5 separate regions of the Mus musculus genome follow, and regions 1, 2, 4 and 5 are each linked to region 3. The links are chromatin contacts, called in public Hi-C and HiChIP or PLAC-seq maps. All regions are on one chromosome and are shown on one strand. The core of a region is the stretch at or near the end of the contact, and the rest is flanking DNA. Distances in the headings are between cores, read along the strand shown.

What was found. A called contact is a pair of places that touch in the nucleus more often than the background predicts. HiChIP or PLAC-seq counts read pairs in DNA pulled down with a chosen protein or histone mark.
Region 1: a Hi-C map of muscle stem cells shows a contact between it and region 3, with 2.5 times the contacts expected there. The contact joins the promoter of Rab7b here to the promoter of Elk4 in region 3. A contact is called at or near these places in 1 of 39 promoter capture datasets (the 3T3-L1 cell line) and 1 of 484 Hi-C or Micro-C datasets (muscle stem cells).
Region 2: a contact with region 3 is called in an H3K27ac HiChIP or PLAC-seq map of epiblast stem cells, with 2.9 times the contacts expected there. The contact joins the promoter of Klhdc8a here to the promoter of Elk4 in region 3. A contact is called at or near these places in 6 of 39 promoter capture datasets (the 3T3-L1 cell line, embryonic stem cells, hippocampal neurons and 2 more), 1 of 15 datasets of contacts at CTCF or cohesin (the NIH/3T3 cell line), 13 of 484 Hi-C or Micro-C datasets (the G1E-ER4 cell line, Sertoli cells, cumulus cells and 5 more), 11 of 115 datasets of contacts at active chromatin or transcription factors (the NIH/3T3 cell line, bone marrow-derived macrophages, embryonic stem cells and 5 more) and 4 of 9 other capture datasets (adipose tissue, embryonic stem cells, liver and 1 more).
Region 4: a Hi-C map of pro-B cells shows a contact between it and region 3, with 3 times the contacts expected there. The contact joins the promoter of F730311O21Rik here to the promoter of Elk4 in region 3. A contact is called at or near these places in 14 of 39 promoter capture datasets (the 3T3-L1 cell line, 3T3-L1-derived adipocytes, the C10 cell line and 8 more), 2 of 15 datasets of contacts at CTCF or cohesin (the NIH/3T3 cell line and embryonic stem cells), 27 of 484 Hi-C or Micro-C datasets (B cells, the C10 cell line, the G1E-ER4 cell line and 13 more), 13 of 115 datasets of contacts at active chromatin or transcription factors (the 230-238 cell line, embryonic forebrain, embryonic stem cells and 7 more) and 2 of 9 other capture datasets (adipose tissue and embryonic stem cells).
Region 5: a contact with region 3 is called in an H3K27ac HiChIP or PLAC-seq map of embryonic stem cells, with 15 read pairs. The contact joins the enhancer-like site here to the promoter of Elk4 in region 3. A contact is called at or near these places in 1 of 15 datasets of contacts at CTCF or cohesin (the NIH/3T3 cell line), 4 of 484 Hi-C or Micro-C datasets (the G1E-ER4 cell line and embryonic stem cells), 9 of 115 datasets of contacts at active chromatin or transcription factors (embryonic stem cells, epiblast stem cells and trophoblast stem cells) and 3 of 9 other capture datasets (adipose tissue, embryonic stem cells and pancreatic islet).

What each region holds. Positions count from the first base shown.
Region 1 is chr1:131,687,350-131,690,049 of GRCm38.p6, forward strand. It overlaps Rab7b (RAB7B, member RAS oncogene family), which reads left to right and starts at 1,346. Exons shown (of 6, transcript NM_145509.3): 1 at 1,346-1,486.
Region 2 is chr1:132,297,217-132,299,916 of GRCm38.p6, forward strand. It overlaps Klhdc8a (kelch domain containing 8A), which reads left to right and starts at 1,410. Exons shown (of 5, transcript NM_144810.5): 1 at 1,410-2,436. The coding sequence starts at 2,061. Gm51645 (a long non-coding RNA gene) reads left to right here. Exons shown (of 4, transcript XR_003947998.1): 4 at 1-165.
Region 3 is chr1:132,006,345-132,009,044 of GRCm38.p6, forward strand. It overlaps Elk4 (ELK4, member of ETS oncogene family), which reads left to right and starts at 1,276. Exons shown (of 5, transcript NM_007923.3): 1 at 1,276-1,596.
Region 4 is chr1:132,340,496-132,343,195 of GRCm38.p6, forward strand. It overlaps F730311O21Rik (a long non-coding RNA gene), which reads left to right and starts at 1,435. Exons shown (of 4, transcript XR_878527.2): 1 at 1,435-1,572; 2 at 1,816-1,906.
Region 5 is chr1:132,263,335-132,266,034 of GRCm38.p6, forward strand. No RefSeq gene overlaps it. Among named protein-coding and RNA genes, the nearest start is that of Gm29630, 14 kb to the right of the region's middle. Within about 2 kb of position 1,402, at least 76 of the 459 cell types and tissues checked have an H3K27ac peak or open chromatin away from gene starts, as enhancers often do. A contact at or near this core is called in the G1E-ER4 cell line, the NIH/3T3 cell line, embryonic stem cells and 2 more, where this site is marked.

The DNA.
Region 1 (2,700 bases), core at 96-2,595, 320 kb before region 3:
AGGGCCAATGCCAGCAGCACAATTGGCCAAGTGTGGGTTCCAAGGCTACCCATCTGCTTTCCAAATGCAGGGTTCTATGGCTGGTTTAGACACATGGTGGCTGGAAAGCCCCATCAGAGAGAGAGAGAGAGAGAGAGAGAGAGAGAGAGAGAGAGAGAGAGCACTATGGAACCGGGAAGAACTTTCTGACAGGACAGTAATCAAAGGAATATGTCTACAAAGAGACAAAGTCCTAACTTGTGAGGAATGTGAAGCGCATTAGATACACCTTAAGGGGACCCCCCTGAGATCTGGGGAGTCGTGTCTAAACTCACTCCATCTGCCTTTCATCTGCCAATTATACGCAAGGCACAGTCCACAACAGTGAAATGAGATGCCCACATTAACTGTATGCTAACAGCATCTTAAATTACCATCTTCTTCTAGGTGTTTCAGGTTGGGCAACAACCTAACCAGAGAGGCCCAGTGTGGGATTGTGGGGTGCCAGGACACACCTCACCTCTTACAAGTCTGATGTGGTGTGGTGTGCATATGTGGTGAGGTATGGTGTGTGGTATACATGTGTGCTGTGCATATGTGGTGCGGTATGGTGTGTGGTGTGGTGTGCATGTGTGGTGTATGTATGTGGTAGTGTAGTATGGTATGTGTATGTTGTGTGGTGTGCGTGTGTGATGGGTATATTCTATATGAATGGAGTAGGGGTGTGGGTGGTATAGAATGGATGTGATGAGGGAATGGATCTTGTTTCATGTGTGTGTGAGGAGTGTGGCACAAGGGATGCAAGGGTGTGCATATGAAGTATAAGTGTGTTATGCATGTATAGTGTGGCAGGGTGTTGGATAGTGTATATTTTCTGTGTGTATGCATGTGCATGTGTTATATACTGTGCGTGTGTGTGTGTGTGTGTGTGTGTGTGAGAGAGAGAGAGAGAGAGAGAGAGAGAGAGAGAGAGAGAGAGAGAGAGAGAGATGTGTGGGGTGAGGACAAGGCCTAAAAGCAGACCATCTTCCAACCTCACTGGGTCACTGGTGGCTGGACCCAATCTGCTCCACAACTGTTTGGGAAACAAACAAAGGGCTCCTTTCCTGAGACTCCCATGGACAGAGGCAGATGTCCCTACAAGCTCATAAATTGGACGTGTCACCTCTCAAGCCCTGTGTCCAAAAGTTCCCCAACTCAAACCTGCCGTCCCTCATCCCCTGGGATCAGAATCCTGATGAACTGAATATGCCTGGTGCCCTGAATGCACACAGCTCTGAAGCCTCGCTGGCTTTCCCTGTGCACTCCGCCTCCTCCACCCACACAGCTGAGGTCACGCTGGCCCAGCCTCTTTTGCAACTTTCCCAAGTCTGTGCACAGAAAGAGAGGAGGAAAACTCAGAGGGAAGTGGCCTCTCACCAAAACCGTTTGCGTTCTCAATACTGGCCAGATTGAAACTGCCACTCCTAGAAGAGAGACCCAGACCTAGAACTCCCACCTGTGTGAGGTGAGTGTCGTACAGCCATGCCTGGAAGGGGCCTGGCAGCCCATCTGTCCTTGCATGTGCCCATCTGCGCCGGAACTGTTCGTCTGCTGGTGAAGAGGAAAAGAAACCAGGTACAGAAATGAGGCTAAGAATCTGGCAGGTGCGGAATTTTAATCCAACCCGAAGACCCCTGCACTGCAGAAAGTTCCTGAGTGAGGTGGAGAAAGGACTTCCCTGCCAATCACAGGGAGCGGGGCCCAGCCTGGGAACCTGCAAAGGCAGCAATACCAGACAGGACAGGCAGCTCAAAGGAGGCTCTCATTATGCCTCTAGACCCGCAGGGCCTGGAAGAAACCAAAACCTTCTAAAAGGGTTGGGTCCTACGGAATCTGGCAGCTCCTTGGCCCACAGACAGGGGGCCATCTAGGATGAAGATTTGGAAGCTATCAGAGAAAGATGAGCTCTCAAAATAGGAAAATATTCCTCTTGTTCTAATCCATAAGAATTTCTCCAGGTGAAGAGCTACCATGTAGGAGCTAATGAACAGAAGTGGGCAGGTCCAGGTTCTACTCTAAGCTGGCTACTAACCTAGTTTGTTGTTGTTTGGTGTGTGTGTGTGTGTGTGTGTGTGTGTGTGTGTGTGTGTGTGTGGTGTTACGTTTTATGTGAATGATAGGCATGCATACTTACCACAGCACATTTGTGGAGGTCAGAGGACAGCTCTGTTGAGTTGATTTTCTCCTTCTACCCTTACATGGGTTCTAGCGAGTACTTTTACCTGCTGATCCATCTTACCAGCCCACCAACTAGTACTGACTATAGAATCCATTGGGCTATAATAGCATTTTGTAAATTGTAAGTGTTCTATAAACTGCTTCTTTATTGATAAAAAAGAATTGCTTTGGGCTTATAGGTCAGTCCCCCACTACAAAGGTCTTATGGAGATAGTAGTTTGTGAGTATCCTTAGACATATACTGTGCTTCTGCTTAGCGGGTGTGCACTATGTGAGTGTGTGGATAGACAGACACCTGGATGGATGAATGAATGGATACATGCATTAGAAAGGACACGTGGATGGATTGTCACTCTTCAGGGAAGTTTCTGTATCCACAGCATCAGTGACCATGCTTTGGGGACAGGCGGGGTAGAGTGAGATAAGAGGTACTGTCTAGGGTACCGGTAGTCTACTTGGGGAAGCAGGACAAACATTTCCCCAAAGAGCTTAAAGAGTGAG
Region 2 (2,700 bases), core at 160-2,659, 290 kb after region 3:
ACTTGATAAACAGTCCCTACATCACCTCACTCAGCCTTCACAAACCTTACAACCACGGAACATTACAAAGAAATAAAGGGGAAAAAATCTGATGAAGAGTCATACACTTTTAATCCCAGCATTTAGGAGGCAAAGGCAGGTGGATTTCTGTGAGAGACCCTTCCTCAATAAATGGGAAGCTGGGGGGTGGGGTGGGGAGGAGAATTGGAGGCTATAGCAGGGAGATTGTGAGTTCCAGGCATACTGAGGAAAACAAAGAGGGGGTGAAGGGAGGGAGAGAGAGAGAGAGAGAGAGAGAGAGAGCTATTGATTCTTTCAACAATGATACTCCAGGAGTGAGCTCCATTCCCAGCCCCTTGTACAACGTGGCTGAAATGACAAGGCTTCAGACATGGGCTGTCAGGGGCTGGGGATCATAGAGTCCTCCTACCAGATATCAAAAGGTGACGTGGGAGCCCTGTAATGAAAATATACTCTGTTTATGGCATTGTCCTATAGCTTGGTGGGATTTTAATACTGGGAAAAACCGGATAAAGAATACTCCTTTCTTACAACCACATGTGACTCTATAGTTTATCACAAATAAAAGTTTAGTGCCTAGCGTGTGCACATCTCTGAGATCCATCCCCAACAGTGAGAGGAAATGCATACCAACATATAAGCACGTGAGTATGTGTATGTGTGTGTGTGTGTGCGCGCACACACACACACACACACACACACACTCACTCACAGACTCAGAGTAGAAACTGAAGCTAAGTTTTCCAGAGCAAACATTTGAACAGCAGTCTGTCAGGTTCCCGAGCTTGAGCCTTTCTGAATGGAAGGAAGCCAGAGAGGAGGACCCCGTGGGCTTGGGGAGACACTGCTAGGTGGTCCGGTATATCATGGGTACTTGAATTACTGGGTACTACAGTTCTGAAGGGTCTGTTGCTGGGTGGTTTGAGAGACCATCCACCCAGTCCTGCAGTTGCTGCTAAGGGCCGGGATTTGTTAATCAGGTTTGCACACTACAGATGCACAAGGGTTTGGAAGGTGAGGTCCTCCCAGCTTGTCTATTGGTGTGTTCAGCTGTGGTTTCCCTGTCTGTGACTTTATTTGAGGCTTTGTGGACGTCTCCACTTAGGAGGGAAAGAAGATTCTGTGTGAATTACATGCACACGAGTGAGAATTGTTAGATCGGCAGATCCCTGCCACATCTGTGCCTCCTAACTGGCTTCTGAGGTTAGACCATGTGAGCATACCTCCCCCCAAACAAAGCCAGCCTGTCACGAACTGGGTCTGTGTACTGTAGACAAACCGGGTAATTGGCCTCTCCGCCTCCTCACCCAAAACAAACACTCGCAAACGCCCGCCCCCACGCTGGCAGGATCTGCCTGTCATCTGGGCACCCGGCTCCTGCTCCGGCTGTCTCCGACCCTGTAGACACTGCAGGCCCTGCCCTCGCTCGCCCTGGTCGCCCGGGGCTGACGCACAGGCCACAGCCTCCGCCTCGGGGCGCGTGGGCTCCTGCCCAGGTGTGGAAGCTGCGGGGAGGCGGTGCGGGGAACCCGCGTCCTCCGGCCGGAGCTCGGCTTCTGGCGACCGCTCTCCTGCGCGGGTGACGGCGGCGTGCGGGCTGGGAAGGGCAGGGAGCGCTGTCCTCCGCTCCGCGGCTGCCAGGCGGACCGTGAAAGCTTCGCGCGGCTGTAGGCGCCGCCCGGGAGCTAGTGCTGGGCGAGCGCGGCGCCCACGCGCGGTGGGGTGGGCTCCGAGCTCCGGGGGACCGGGCGGGGGCGGGGCGCATCCTGCAAAGTTGACCAAGGGTGAGCTACCGCCGGCGCCCTGCTGCCCTAGATTCGCCAGGTTCTTTCCGCGGAGCCAGGCGTGGACGTCGCTGCCCCGCTGACACCCAAGGGACCCGGAGAAGCCAGCGGGCGTCGGCAGGGAGCCCGTGCAGCGCGAGATGGAGGCTGAGAGAGGGGACGCGCCGACCGGCGCCGTGTAGCCCGCGGGCCCCGGGGCTGGACCTTGCCCGGACGCTGTGGGGGCGCTCGAGCAGGGCCCTCCCCCGGGCTGCCATGGAAGTGCCCAATGTCAAGGACTTTCAGTGGAAGCGCCTTGCTCCACTGCCTAGCCGCCGGGTCTATTGCTCACTGCTGGAGACTGGGGGGCAGGTCTATGCCATCGGGGGATGTGATGACAATGGCGTCCCTATGGACTGCTTCGAGGTCTACTCCCCCGAGGCCGACCAGTGGACCTCCCTGCCCTCCCTGCCCACAGCCCGGGCCGGGGTAGCGATCACTGCCCTAGGAAAGCGGATTATGGTGATCGGGGGTGTGGGCACCAATCAACTGCCTGTGAAGGTCGTGGAAATGTACAACATCGATGAGGGCAAGTGGAAGAAGAGAAGCGTCTTGCGCGAGGCTGCCATGGGCATTTCTGTCACAGCCAAAGGCAAGTGGGGCCAGGGTTGAGGGTGGGCATTAGGGAAGAAAGTAAAGGGTCACGGGGGACACGGGTGTAAGGCAACATGATTTGGGTGGCCAATACACATTCCCTATAACATTCGAGCCTTACATTAAGCACTAAAACTAGAGACCCACTGCCCTTACTTTACAGATTGGAAAGGGACACTGAGCAGGTGAAATGTCTAGGAATTCCATCTGATGCCAGGAGTCAGCTCCAGCAAGCTGGGCAGGCCACTGCAGAGGGAGAGCC
Region 3 (2,700 bases), core at 26-2,525:
ACTGTCTCACATCCAGGCATATATGGGCAATACTAACTGGACTCACTGGGTTAAGAAACAATGAAAAAGAGGGCACATAGGGGGATCTGGGAGGAGTCAGAAAGGTGAGGGAGGGGGACTATGTTTAAAATATATTGTATGCATGTATGAAATTATCAAAGAAAAAATTATATATATAGATATCTGTATCTATATATCTATATAGATATCTATAGCTATATATATATGAAACTGAGCTTGGTGTTAAAAGCCTGTAAATTCATCACTTGGGAGGTGGAGGAAACAGGATCAGGAGTTCAAAGTCAACCTCAGCTCGGACTTCATGAGACCTTGCTTCCAAACACAAATCACATTTGTAAGAACCAGCTTACGCTTAACATCCTCATAATGTTGATACTGAGACAGGGTTGCTGAGAGTCCAACCCCAAATTGAGTGGCACAGTCAATCCCATGAGAGCTTTAAGTACAGAAACTGTCTCAAAAAGCCTAAGTAAACAAACAACACACTCATTCGTTTAGTGGGGCAGGGAGACAAAATGGAACGCTCAATTGCCTCAGCTGCGAACACTTGTGAACCTTGGAATTGGGTGTTGATTTCTGCATCCCTTCTTTGGATGTTGCAAGTTTTGAAAATTAGGTTTTCACAGTGACTTTACAGGCAATGAATTGGGTGTTTCGGATTCTTAAGTAAAGTCACTTAGACTGGACGTGGTGGTGCACATCTGTAAATATCTGTAATCCCACCACTTGGGGCCAGGAGTTGAAGCAGAAGGATCTCCTATGAGTTCAGAACAGCTAGAGCTACGTGTTAAAATACTGTTTCTAAACCAAAAAAAAAAAAAAAAAGAAAGAAAAAGAAAAAAGAAAAGAAAGAAAGAAAGTTAAAGCTCTGGACCAAGCTAAGTTGGTAAGGGGGAAAGCTTTTCCCATTCTAGAGAGACCATTCGTCAATGATTCTGATCAAGTGGTGGTGGTAGCTCGCAATGTAAACCAGTGGGCGTCGTCCTCACACGTCAGCTCCGCCGCCACAGCCCTGGGCCCAGATTGCTACCCCGAGAGCCCTAAGCAGGACTTTGGGCCTGCGAGGAAGTACGAATGTCCGGCAGAGCAGGAGTCCCCGGAGCGAGTGCACGGGACGGACTAACAGGGTACGTACGGGAGCCCCGGGCCAGAAACAAAACACTGGCTTTGGGGCCCGGCCCCTCCCCCGGAAGTGACGCTCGCGCTGCTTCGGCGTCGAGGAAGGGCCCCGGCAGTGCCGGGGGGGGGGGGTTTGAGAGTGGCGGAGGCCGCGGAACGACGGGAGACGGCGGCCGTAGTGAAGAACGTCGAGCGCACGCACGGCGAGTGGCAGCTTAACTATAGCCACTTCGCCGTCCCGGCCGCGTGTGCGAGGGCGGGGCTCGAGACCTGCGGCAGCGGGAGATGCGGGCGGCTGCGGGCACGCGGCTGGCTCGGCTCGGCCGCCGCTTTCTCGGGCCCCGGCGCGGGGGTCGCCACTGTTCGCCGCGCGGTCTTTGAGGTCCGAGTGTGAGGAGCGGTGGGCGACAGAGTCTCGCACCGCGTTCAAGGCCGAGGAGTCCCGTGCCCTGCCTGGTGAGCAGCACGCCCACGCCCCGTCGGGGTCTCGCACCACCGCCCCTCAGCCAGGTTTCCGCGCGGGCCGGGCGGAGGTTGCGGGCGCGGCAGGAAGTGCACCGGGCGGAGGGAGGGGCGGAGCTTGGTGGCGGGAGGGTGGGACCTGGTGGGTGGGCGGGGCCCGCTGGCGCGCTCTCCTTGGGGGAGCAGCTCGGTGGAGCTCAGGTGCTCGCCGGAGCGCCCCCTCCGCCTTGCCCGCACCTCGGTGGGTCGTGAGAAGTCCCTTGGGCGGAAGGTGGCAGCGGTTTTTTGTTGCCTGGGTGGGGCAGAGGGGAACGGTTTTAACTTGCCGGAGTGGCAGGAAGTTGGAAAGTGAAAGTGCTTTCTTGGCTCGCCCACGGGCCGGAGGTCTGCGTCTCCCCGCACTTTGATCTCGGGGCGCGCGGCCTCACGCCGCATTCTTCCCTTCCCCAAGCTCGCTGTCCATCCGGCCACAGGTTTTTCTTTCTCTACTTTTCATCAGTCCTCCTCGCTTCCTGTACAGCTGTGGCAAGCTTTTCCTCGGAAAAGCATTGGAAACATCTTTGAGGGGAGGAGTTTTAACGGGCATCGGCAAGGAAATAAGGGGGAATTTGTTGGGTGAACTCAGAAGACACGGTTGGCATTTTCTCGAGCCCTTGCAATGTGAAGGTTAGGTCATTTAAGTAAGAGTCTTTCAGTAGAATGGCTGCCGTTCTAAGGTCAGAGCTCTTCTCTCTTCCCCCCCATGCACAGAACGTGGGGCTTCTGTATTTCCGGCTAGGAGTGGTGTTTTTAAAAGAGTATGATTCAACTTTTCCTTGTAGGAACTCTTTGTTCTTTGATCTTTGGTTTTATTTTAAAATGGAAACTGCTTACGTGGAGTTTGTTACATTTTTGGGGGGGAAATATTGTCTTAACTTTTGGGACACCATTATATATTTGAGGCAGGGGATGTACTCTTCAGTCACCAGCACAAAAAGGTAAAAAAAAAGTATACATTTAATATCCTCTTGTGGCTCTCACCGTTGCTTTCAGCCTCCTCTCCTTCCTTCTTGTGCTATGTATCAAAACTGGGGTCTGCATCAGGTGTTCATCAGCTGG
Region 4 (2,700 bases), core at 185-2,684, 330 kb after region 3:
CACAAGTTTGAGGCTACCTTGGCCTACAGAGTGAGAGCCTGTTTATAAAAAAAAGAATATATAAAAAAGAAAGAGAATATTCACATGATTATGCTGAGTATGGGACTGGAGAGATGCTGCAGCCATTAAGAGCGCTTGTTCTTACATCAGACACAGGTTCAGTTCCCAGCACCTACGTGGTGGCTCACAACTGTCTCTAACTCCAGTTCCAGGCAATCTGACACCCTTTCCTGGCCTCCAAGGGCACCAGGCACTCACATGGTGCATACACTCTCTCTCTCTCTCTCTCTCTCTCTCTCTCTCTCTCTCTCACACACACACACACACATACACACACACACACACACACACACACTCACACACACACACACACACACACACACACACACACGCATTCACGCACGAGAGAGAGAGAGAGAGAGAGAGAGAGAGAGAGAGAGAGAGAGAGAGAACATGCATGGATATTCATGTGGGTAGGTGGATGTCCATGCCCATGTTTAAGTATGTGGAGACCTGAAGATTGGAGTTTTGACTATTGCTCTCTTCCCTATTCCCTTAAGACAGGGTTCTCACTGAACCTGAAGTTAGGCCGGCAGCCAGCAAGCCCCAATGATTCTCCATCTGCCTCCCACAGTCCGGGTGTTATAGGGTCACAAAGGCACACCCAGCTCTTTACGTGAGTGCTTGGCATTTGAACGCAAACCCTCATGCTTGGAAAGCAAGCAGTCTTGCTGTCTGAGCTGTTTCCCCAGGACCCTAAGTCTATGCTAAGTATGTGCGCTTCCACCAAGCTACACTACCAAGCTACACCTTTAAGTCCAAATGACTTTTGTTCTGATATAGAAGGGGAGATGTTTAACTAGAATTTTTACCCAGTGTCTCCCTCAAACTCAAAACTGAGTAAGTGTCCTGTATTTTCGTTTTCCCAATCTGGAAATCCTAACATCAGGAAGATTGAGGTTAGACAATAGGAAGATCTTGGGCTATTGCCTTGGGCTACTGACCCACAGGATGAGAGAATCTCCCATTCTGGACAGCTTTAAAAAGGTGAGTGTGGCAAACTGGAAGATGGTAGCACACACCTTTGATGCCAGCACTCAGGAGGCAGAGCCAGGTGGATCTCTGTGAGTTTGAGGCCAGCCTGGTCTACAGAGCAAGTTCCAGGACAGGCAGGGCTACACAGAGAAACCCTGTCTTGAAGCACAAAACAAAACAACAAACCAAACCAAACGAAGACAAAACTGAGTGTTCCCAGGACCTAGTGGGAAGCCTTTAGACATTTAGGGCTATCTTTACAGCCAAGAGACTCATCTTCTGTAGCTGAGCTCAGGAGGATTCACATAAAACACAGGAAGTGGTGGAAAGTGAACGAGATTATCAGTGGAGTTCCTGCCAAAATGAGGAAGTGACACTGGGTGGAGGCAGGGGACGCCTGAAGTCCCCAGAGAGGATGTCAGAGCAGGAGGTGCTGAGATCATCTGGCTACCCCACCCCCCTCACTTTGGGCCAAGGGGGGTGGCTGAGGGTGTGGAGCTGTGGGGTGAATCTGGAGGGTTGGGTGAGCCTCAGCAAGTAAGTATAGCCGGGGCAGCAGGAGTTCAGGCCTTGGGAGAAAAATCTTAAGATATGTATTTGGGGGTAGAAATGACCCCCCAAAGGGAAAGAAAGGTGGCCTCAGGATACTCAGCAGAGCAGGGGCTGATGTGAGTCTCTAGGGTCACCATAGGGAGCTCTGGGGCTCTCAGTCTGGTAAGAGAGACAGGTGTGCCCTAGAAATCAGGTCGTCAAGCATGCTTTGTTTTCTTCCTCCTTTAGTGCATACTGGGTGTGGTGCTGAACCCCGGGAGTCCTGAACTAAACAGAATATACACTGCCCTTCAAAGCCTGGAGGTCCAGGGGAGGAGAGGTAAGTAAGTCCTTGTGAAATTGTAACTTTTATAAGGTGAAGGACTTCTTGTTTCTCTTTTTCTTTCTTTTTGGTAGATAGGCTTATAGCTTGTGCTGGCTTTGACCTTGACCTTATTCTGTAACTGAGAATGACCTTGAATTCTCGATCCTCCCCAGCTCCCCCTCACAGGCGGGCATTCCCCCATCATGCCAGGTTTCTATAGAGCTAAGGACCAAATCTAGACCTTTGTTTTGGGTCACTGACTCCCTTCCTTGGTGAGAGTTCAGATGTCATTCCTGTAGTGCCCCTCCACGAAACTCCATCTTTAGACCCTACTGGGTGCTGTCTGCTACCCTACTGGGTGCAGATCTTTGGATAGGTAAACACTCTAACAACTGGATAACAGCCACAGCCTGGGCTGGACTTGAATTTGCCACCATCCCCACACCTCTGCCACCAGAGTGCTGTACCAACAGCCTAGGCCAGCCTGCACAGGAGTCAAAGGTCACCACCTGACCCCAATGTACCTCTCCAGCTGCTGCCTCTGTCCCCCACACTGCTTGCTTGCTCTGTGGAGTAAAGTAAAATTAACTGGCTAAACTGGGTGTGGTGGAGCTCACCTTCAATCCCAGTCCTTGGGAGGCAGAGGCAAGCAGATCTCTATGAATCCAAGACCAACCTGGTCTACAGATTGAGTTCCAGGACAACCAAGGCTATACAGAGAAACTGTGTCTCAAAAATAAATAAATAAATAAATAAATAAATAAATAAATAAATAAATAAATAAATAAAACAAATTAGCTGGCTTGGAG
Region 5 (2,700 bases), core at 152-2,651, 260 kb after region 3:
AGCTCCTGTGGCCTTTAACATAATTGGCTGGTGCTGGGAGTCCTAACATAAACTTAACTTCTGCTCCCCTCTTCATTGGTGGTCATTAGGCAAGGGGTGGGCTTGTAACCTGGGGTGCAGGTTTGTTGGGGGGATAACCAAGAGACACTGGTCTTGTTGGGGATTAGCCTAGAGACTGGAGCTAGGCTCAGGTTTTGTTGGGGGGGGGGGGCGGCAACTTGGAAACTAGTGCTGGATACCAGCCTGTTAGTCTACCTGAGTTCAAACTTAGGTCAGGTTCTCTAAAATGGAGTCTGAATTTAAAAGCTTTGGCATCTCAATAGCAAGTTGCAAGGCAGTCATGGCTCCAGAGTGAGACCCTTATTTGAATAATAATAATAAAAAGCCAAATGAGAAGAATTGGTGAAGGGATTCGAATCACATGAGACAGACCCAGGACAAAAGGCCTCAGTCAGAGTGGGGTCTAGCTGATTATTATCAGAGTTAGTCAAGTGGGCCTTGGTGAAAGAAGGCAGTGGTAGATTCCATTCCAGTCACAGATGTTTCTCAGCCCTGTTGTTCCTGGAGGTGACTGCAGAACAGAAATACCCAGAGCGAAGAAGACAGCTGCAAAATGGCGACAGGGATACCGTTCCTTTCCAATAATAGGTCAACAGCAGGCCCAAGGGAGGAGTTGGCAAAGAACGGCCTGCAAATCCCTGCTTCTGAGCCAGATTGGTCAGAGCACAGGATGTATGGTATCTCCAGACCTCAGGAGAGGTCATATTTGGACGGAGCCCTCACCTGAGGGGTCTTTCCCTCTCTTCAGGAGGCAGTGTCAGAACTGAACTAGGGGACAATCAGCTGGTGTCTGCTGGGGAGTGTGGCATCAGAATTGCTCAGTATGTGAGGAGGAAACTCATTTATCAGGTGTCAGAAGAGGCACGGTTTGTGACAGTAGAAAAAGACACCTTGGGTTTTCCCATCTTCAATAGACGCTGAGAGGACTCGGGCTAGAGGGAGGTGGGGGATAAGTTTCTCAGGAGCGGAGTATGGTGAGACTGCTTCCCAAGGAGAGAACCTGTCTGTGCAGGACACCCAGAGATACAAATTCAACAACTAATTTGCAATCCTGTGCTCTTGTGATAAAGTGGCAAACAATACCAACAGCAGACACAGCTCCTGCTCTTTTTTTCCCCCCTTGGTTTTTGTTTTTTTTGAGACAGGGTTTCTCTGTATAGCTCTGGCTGTCCTGGAACTCACTTTGTAGACCAGGCTGGCCTCAAACTCAGAAATCCGCCTGCCTTTGCCTCCCAAGTGCTGGGATTAAAGGCATGCGCCACCACCCCCGGCTCACAGCTCCTGCTCTTAAGGAACACAGCCCGGTGCTGGGATGGAGAGGTCAAGAGTCAGTTACAGATGCTGAGTCATGTCCTTTGAAGATGGCACAGGCTGTCTGGAGATAGTTACCACAGACACTGGGTGTGGGAACTTCTTGAAAATGACGTCATGGTTAAGGCAAAGGATGAGTAAGAGTCGGTTCAAAGAATGGGGAGACCATGGGTGAGGTTATAAGAGAACTCAGCCTGGTGCAGCATTGCTATAGCCCTACCAGTGACACAATGGCGACTGAAGGATCAGAGGGTAGAGTGACAGAGTCCTAAGCAATATGGCTATCAGGAAAGATTCTGCTCTAGGAGTCTTAAAGGTCATTGTGGTCTACATCAGGGTAAATTGGAACTTGCCAAGGCATTAAAAAAAAACTTTCTAGAATCAACTGTACCAGGTAACACTCAGCAAGGCTCTGAGAACCCAAGAGCAGAGGCAGGAGGATTGCAGTGAACCCAAGGACATCCGGGGTTATGGTGCCTGTCTCTCTCGGGTTGTCTTCCTGTTAGTTTCTACTGCCACCCATGTAGCTTGAGAAAGGAGGCTTCTAAAAAGGGGCAATCCCAGGAGCTGTAGCTGAAAGTCTGAGGGATTTGGGGAGCACGAGTCAGTTCTTAGAGTGTGGGGCTCTGACAGTTGCCAGGATCCAGGAGCTGCCCATTCAGCGTGTGTGAGAGGCAGCACTGTATGCAGAGAGGCCTCAAGGGATCCTACCCAGTGGCTGTGACGACTGCTGAACAGGCGGTAGTCAGATCCGGGGGATCCCAGAGCCAGCAGCAGCATTGTGGCAACTGAGTAGTATGTACAGGGAGGTGGACAGTGCATCCCTGTAACTCCTCAGCAGAGGGAACGCTAAGAATGGCTCTGTCTTGGATATTTACAAGGTGCCCATGTCTTTTACAGCCCTCCTTTTCAGGCTCTGTGTGATGGTTTGCATATGCTTGGCCCAGGGAGCAGCACTATTAGGAGGTGTGGCCTTGTGGAGTAGGTGTGGCCTTGTTGGAGTAGGTGTTGAAAGGAAATAAAACTCGAGACCTGTGATTTATGTAATGTATGTCAAATAGCCCAAAGAGTTGTTTGTGAGCTTTGAAACCTGGGGCTGAGAACATAGCAGAACAGACCAGGACATGCCCGGGCAAGCCCATCACCTCCCTATCTCCCACCCCTCTGACCTAAGTTAAATGTTACAGGCTCCTGATGTTTAAATGGACCAATCATGTGAAACCGCGCCAATTCCTCCCCCAGCCCCACTCCTTTTCTATAAAAACCCCTAGCTTCCAAGCCTCGTGGTCGAATCCACTGTCTCCCGTGTTAGATACATTTCCACCCGGA